Regions from separate parts of the Bos taurus genome. Here region 1 is linked to region 2. A link is a contact called in public Hi-C data. All regions are on one chromosome and are shown on one strand. Each heading gives the region's core, a stretch centred on a gene start, on an enhancer-like site or on the middle of the called end of the contact. The rest is flanking DNA. Distances are from core to core; before and after follow the strand shown.

Region 1 (2,956 bases), core at 241-2,740, 94 kb before region 2:
ACTGGAATTTCTTTGTTTTTGCCTTTTAATTTATAGCAATACCAGCTCCTACTTTCCCCACTCACCTTCCCCCATGTGCCTGTTCAATGCTCGATTGATTTTTGTTTGTTTACCATTAAGAATTAATTTTATTATTAATTGAACATTGTCCCTGACCTTTGGGGTTTCTATTTACGATTTATTTTAGTTGATAACCAACAACAATGATCTTTTGTTGAATGTCTAACATATTTGTTGACAAGTTTCATTAAACATGAACCATAAAGCAAACCTATGATGTCAGTTGTAGTTGTTGTTTAGTCGCTAAGTTATGTTCGAATCTAAAGTGGTCGGTACTATTACTATTCCATTGGAGGAAGGTAATCAGAGAGTTTCTGAGGCTTGTCCAAAGGCCTACAGTTAAAAAGAGGCAACACTGGATGCGATTCAAGAGCCGGGTCTTGGGGGGTCCAGCCTTTTTACTTGCCTGAACCCTGTAACTGGTCTTTGTGGAATGATTGCAGGAGGGAATGAATGACTGAGTCAGTGAGGGAAGGAAGAAGACAGAATGAGTCAGCTCCTGCCCTCAGTGGAACCCAAAGGGGGAGATAAGATGTGAATGCAAATAACCAGAGCGTAAAGTAAACAGTGACCCCACCAGTGTTTTGGAAGCAGTCCACTTTCTATCCCCTCCTATCTAACAATCTTACTTCTTTCCAATTTCTCCCTACCTAGAAACCACGGAGCCCAACACTGGGCCAGGGCAGTTTGATGCAGTAAGTCACCCATGTGGAGCTTCCCTGTGGAGCTCTGCAGCCCAGGAGCCCTGGTGGGGAGGAGGGAGGTAGAGGAAGGGATAGGGAGGAGGGGGGGGTGCAAAGTGAGAGAGAGAGGAGGCGAGAGGACAAGAGCTTGAAGACAAGGAATAGGGAGGAGGTAAACGGAGTTGTTGTTTGGGGGAATAAGGAGGACTAGGGGAGGCTGGGGTAGGAGATGAGGGAAGGGAGGGGAGGTGGGAATAGGGAGGAAGGAGGGAGAAGGGGTTAGGGAAGTGGGAAGAGCAAGGGGAGGAGGTGAGGCGAGGAGCGGGCAGTGAATGAGGAGGGAGACTCAAGAAGGGAGGAGGGAGAGGGAGTAGAGAGAGGGAAAGGAGAAACAGGGCTTGGGGAGGAGGAAATGGGGGAGGAGTTAGGGGAGTGGAAGAACAAGAAAGGGTTGGGGGAGGGAGAAAAGAAGAGGAGGAGGGAGGAGAAGAGCGGGGAGGGAGAAGAAGAGGGGAGGAGGGAGAAAAAGCCCCTCTCTCCAGCCCCCTTCTCAGGGTTGCGCAACCCACTCGGGCTGGGATTGGTCGCTGGCGGGTAAAGACGCCACGCCCCGACACGCTCTGTGACCAATAGCGATAGGGGGTGGGGCGTAATGCGTCCTCGGAGGCCAATGGGCGAAGGGGGGCGGGGCTGCGTGGCCTGGGTCTAGCTCGCTTTCCTAGCGCACTCGGAGCCACCGCCGCTCTCGGAGCTCGGAGCTCTCCTTCTCTCGCTGCTGTCGCCAGCTGCCCGCCCGCCCGCTTGCCCGCCCGCCTTCCGCGCGTCCCCGCCCCGCTCCGCTCCGCTCCCTGCAGCCCGCCCCAAGCGCGCTCTTCTGTCGCTGCGAGCACAGTATCCCCACTGCGGCCCCGCGGCGATGGCCACCAAGATCGACAAAGAGGCTTGCCGAACGGCGTACAACCTGGTGCGCGACGACAGCTCGGCCGTCATCTGGTGAGGAACTTTGCATTGCTCTTCGAGCCCCGCTGCCTGAGCTCACAAGGGGCCTGGTGCGCTGAGCCGTCTTCCAGACGGGACGGATTAAGGGTCATCCCCGTGCGGTCTCCCCACAGTCTTAACCCGGGACAGCGTGGAAAGCCAGCGCTGGCTTTTCGCTAGCCAGAGCATCTTTTAGATTGTTCTGTGGAAGCTCGGCACCGTTCAGGCACCAACGTTGATGTGTATGTGTATGTGTGTGTTTTTCTCTTCTCCCAATCCAAAGGGTGACTTTTAAATATGACGGCTCCACCATCGTCCCCGGCGAGCAGGGAGCGGAATATCAGGACTTCATCCAACAGTGCACAGGTAGGGAGACGCGCCTTCTGGGGGGACTCCCGGTCTTTTGGAACAAGGTCAATGCTAGGGAGGAGTCTGAGGCCACTCTGGGCGCCCCCAGCGCTGGAGGAACCAGATTGGAGCGTTCGAAAGCCTCCACAAGCCTTCTCTCCTCTGGGCATCCAGAACAACCAGAGGTGACCGGCAGCCTCCTCCCTCTCACAGTAACCTTTTCAGGCGGGACAGCTCCTTTGCCCCCATGGTCACTAGCTTTCCACCGTTAACTCATGGAGTTCCAAACTCCAGGGTCCAGCCCTCCCGGGTTTCCCCTTTCATTAGTCAGAGAGCCAAAATAAAAACAATCCTGGTGCTTATTGAAGGAGAAAGAAATGGTTAGCGACAGCCCTCTCCTTTCTGCTGCAATCATTGTCCATGTGCTGGTGATGTGTTTTTGTTCATAGAATATAGAGCAGAATATGAAAGCGTACATACCATATGATCCCATTTATGTGAAATTTTAGAAAAGGCAAAGCTAATCTGTAGCGTGAAAAGTCAGAAAAGTGGTCGGGCTAGCCACTGACTGGGGGGAGGCATATGGAAGGTGGGGTGGGGTCTCAAGGGGTTGGGAATATTCTGTATTTTGATTTGGGAGGCAGTTACACAGGTGTGTACATATAAGAAATCTTTCAAGCAAAATCTTTAGGATTTGTAAACTTTGTGCCTTTCCCTGGGTTGTCTTGAACCAGTAAGTGGAAAAAACACATGCATGTACAACCACAACCTCCAATCCTTGCCCCCCAACACACACCACTGAAGCAAAAGGCCCAGCATCACTGGTAATAAGGCCCTTTAAAGCTAAGCTTGGAGGATGGGCTCTTTTTCTGGGCTCTGGGCTCTAG
Region 2 (2,953 bases), core at 291-2,790:
AAGCCAGAGTCTTTGCTTCTGTGTCCCCCACCCTTAGGATAATGCCCGGCACACAACAGTCACTCAATAAATGCACTGATTGAACGGACAGTTGTACGTTTACTCTGAAAGCCTGGTCTGCTCCAGAGGAGCCAGGCTCAGGGAAGTCAGGTGACCTGTTCTAATGGCCAAGCTGGGTCTGAACTTCTAAGCCAGAGCTGTTCACAGGAAGGGGGCAAGCCCCGTACATGATTCTAATATAGTGGCACATTTTCAAAGTGAAAAGAAGCGGGCAACATTAATCTTAATGATCTCGTTAAAAAAAAAAAAGTATTTCTTACATTTGACCGTACGGGGTCTTAGTTGTGTTACGTAGGATCTAGTTCCCTGAGCAGGGATTGAACCCGTACCCCCTGCACTGGGAGTGTGGGGTCTCAGCCACTGGACCGCTGGGCAAGTCCCTTAATGATCTGCTTTTTTGTAACCCAACACAATTGATAATATTTCAACTCGTCATCTCTACTTTATAATCAAGGAAAGATAGCACAAGGGGGACCTTTGTGGTATGGGAAGAGTCCGATATCTTGATCGTGGTGGTGGTTACATGAATCTACGCATGTGATGAAAGGCATTATACACACATATGTCAGTTTCCTGGTTTTGATTCTGTACAGTAATTACGGTAACTACATAAGATGTCCCCATATGAAACGGAGCAAAGGATACCAGGACCTCTGGGTACTGTTTTTGCAGCTTCCCATGAATCAATACTGATTTCAAAATGAAGCTGAAAAATTCGGGGATATTTTAAAATTAAAATTTCCTTAACTTAAAAATTTAAAAATATACACCCAAGACTCTGAACTCCAGTGTGGGTTCACAGTCACAGCACATCTCGGTTGGAACCAGTTAAAAGGCTTGGTAGCCACGCGTGGCCCGTGGCTGCAATGAACAGTGATCCTTCTCAGAGGGGTGTTCCTGGGGGCCTCTTCTGTCTCTCCCGCTTGCCCGTTGTCTGGTAGAAAAGTTACTTCTCTTAACCTTAGATAAGTCACTGCCCTCCTCTGAGCCTCAGTTTTCCTTCTCTGTAAAGTGGGACTAATAGAGGTACTTATGCTGTTTCACTGTTGGAGCATTAAGTGAGAGCTGCGTGTTGGGCACCCAGTTCAGGCCTGGCCCATCGTTCTCTGGGAGCTGACATGAACTCGTAGTGTCACAGTTGAGAGCCCAAGCTGCAGCTTCATCCGCTTCCCCTAATGTTCTGGCACCCTCCTGCCTGGCTGCCTGCTTCTGCTGGTGACGAATGGCCCGAGCGTCTCTTCTGGTTTTAACTGCCGTGGAGGAGGAAGGCCTGTGTCCATGGTCTTTGGCATTTAACTCCTGCTTGTTAGCAGATACCCCGAGACACCCTGTAGTGAGCTGGCTGCGGGCTTGTAGGCCAGATGTGCAGAGACCCCTGCAAAGCTTCTGCAAAACTGAGGACTTCCTCTTTGAGCCCTGGGCTGAACCCGCAGCCACCAGGGCGCCTGCTTTTCACCTTATAAGGCAACCCCTGGAGGCACAGGTGAGCAGGCTGCAGGGGCCTCGCCGGCCCAGCCCCCACGGCGCTCCCAGCGGAGCCTGTGCAACGGGGGATGTGACACCTTTTATGGTTTTTGAGAAGAAGAAAAAGACAGAGCACCACAAAAGCAGGAACCCAGAGCTTTATCGTGATGAGAGGGGCTGGGTTGACCTCCCAGACACTGACTGCAAAACCAGGATGCAACTAACCCCACAGAGCGCCTGGCTCGCAAAATACCACGGAGGAGGCTGCTGTGTGTGCCCCTGGAGGCCAGAGGCGGCCACAGGAATCAACTGCAGAGCTTAAGCCTTGGGGTGGGGGGTGGCGGTCATGGGATGGGGCTAACCCCCTGAGCCCCAGGGCTCATCCTTGGGGTCTTCCCTGCCGGCCAGCTTAGGTTTTCCCACACGGCCCTTGAACCCCGTTGTATCTTCAAGGGACACTACCCTCTCAGCTTCCCCTTCACCGTGGCATCTGGGGCAGGGGACAGGAAGGTCTCTGGAAGGTGGGCTCTGACCCAAGGCCTGAAGGTGAGGGCATGGAGGAAGTGGGACCCTCATCCTGGTGATGGAAGGGCCTGTGTGAGCTGGGGAAGTTGGTGTGCTCCAGCCCTGAGGTGTGGAGAGCTGGCTTGGCCCTGCCGTGGGGCCTAAAGGGTCTGCCTTGGTTGGTGGGAAGTTGCTGGAGTGTTTTTTAAGTGTTTTAAGAGAGGTGTGATCTGGCTTAACTGGTGGAACCTCACTGAGCTACAAGGACACTGGCCTGGATGGAGTTGGGGGCAACCAGCCTCCATCCTGGGCGCCTCCTGTGGGGCCAGGTGTGGGGGCGCATGGGGTGTGGGGTGCATGGGGTGTGGGGGCGCATGCGTGATGCCAGGCTCTCCAGACCCCATGTGCCTGGTGCTGCTCTCTGGACAGGGTGGCACGGTCTGCTCTCTCACCGTTCTCCCTGGCTGCCCCCTCCTGGATTTTTCCTTCCTGTGACCCCCTTCATGGAGACTGATGGTGTTTAACTTGGATCATTGGTGGGACCGGAAGAAGCAAGAACCCCAAGTAACTGTCTTAGGGTCCAACCTTTGTAAACCCTGGGCTGTGTGTCTCCACTTTATTCTCCCACCATGTGGCAGGCACCCCCAGGCCCTACTTTTTACCCCACCTACAGTCTCCTAACTGATCCAAGAGAGACAGGAAATGGTTTAAAAAAGTAAAACCTTTGAGAGGTCCCTGGTTGCTTAGTGGTTAGGATTTTGGGCTTTCATTGCTGGGGCCTGGGTTCAATCACTGGTCGGGGAACTGAGATCTTGCAAGCCACTCAGCGCAACCCCACCTCCCCCCCCACCCCGCCCCCACACAAAAAAAGGAAACCTTAAAACACACACCCACACGATCCAAGGAGCTTATTATGGAAAAGGGG

What was found. Hi-C and Micro-C count contacts between places; a contact is called where the count stands out from the background.
Region 1: a contact with region 2 is called in a Hi-C map of liver, with 4 times the contacts expected there. The contact joins the promoter of COTL1 here to the enhancer-like site in region 2. A contact is called at or near these places in 6 of 11 Hi-C or Micro-C datasets (8-cell embryo, blood, liver and 3 more).

Annotation. Positions count from the first base shown.
Region 1 is chr18:10,818,658-10,821,613 of ARS-UCD2.0, reverse strand. COTL1 (coactosin like F-actin binding protein 1) reads left to right here and starts at 1,490. Exons shown (of 4, transcript NM_001046593.1): 1 at 1,490-1,736; 2 at 2,005-2,087. The coding sequence starts at 1,660.
Region 2 is chr18:10,725,113-10,728,065 of ARS-UCD2.0, reverse strand. No RefSeq gene overlaps it. Among named protein-coding and RNA genes, the nearest start is that of MEAK7, 16 kb to the right of the region's middle. Within about 2 kb of position 1,540, at least 15 of the 102 cell types and tissues checked have an H3K27ac peak or open chromatin away from gene starts, as enhancers often do. A contact at or near this core is called in liver, where this site is marked.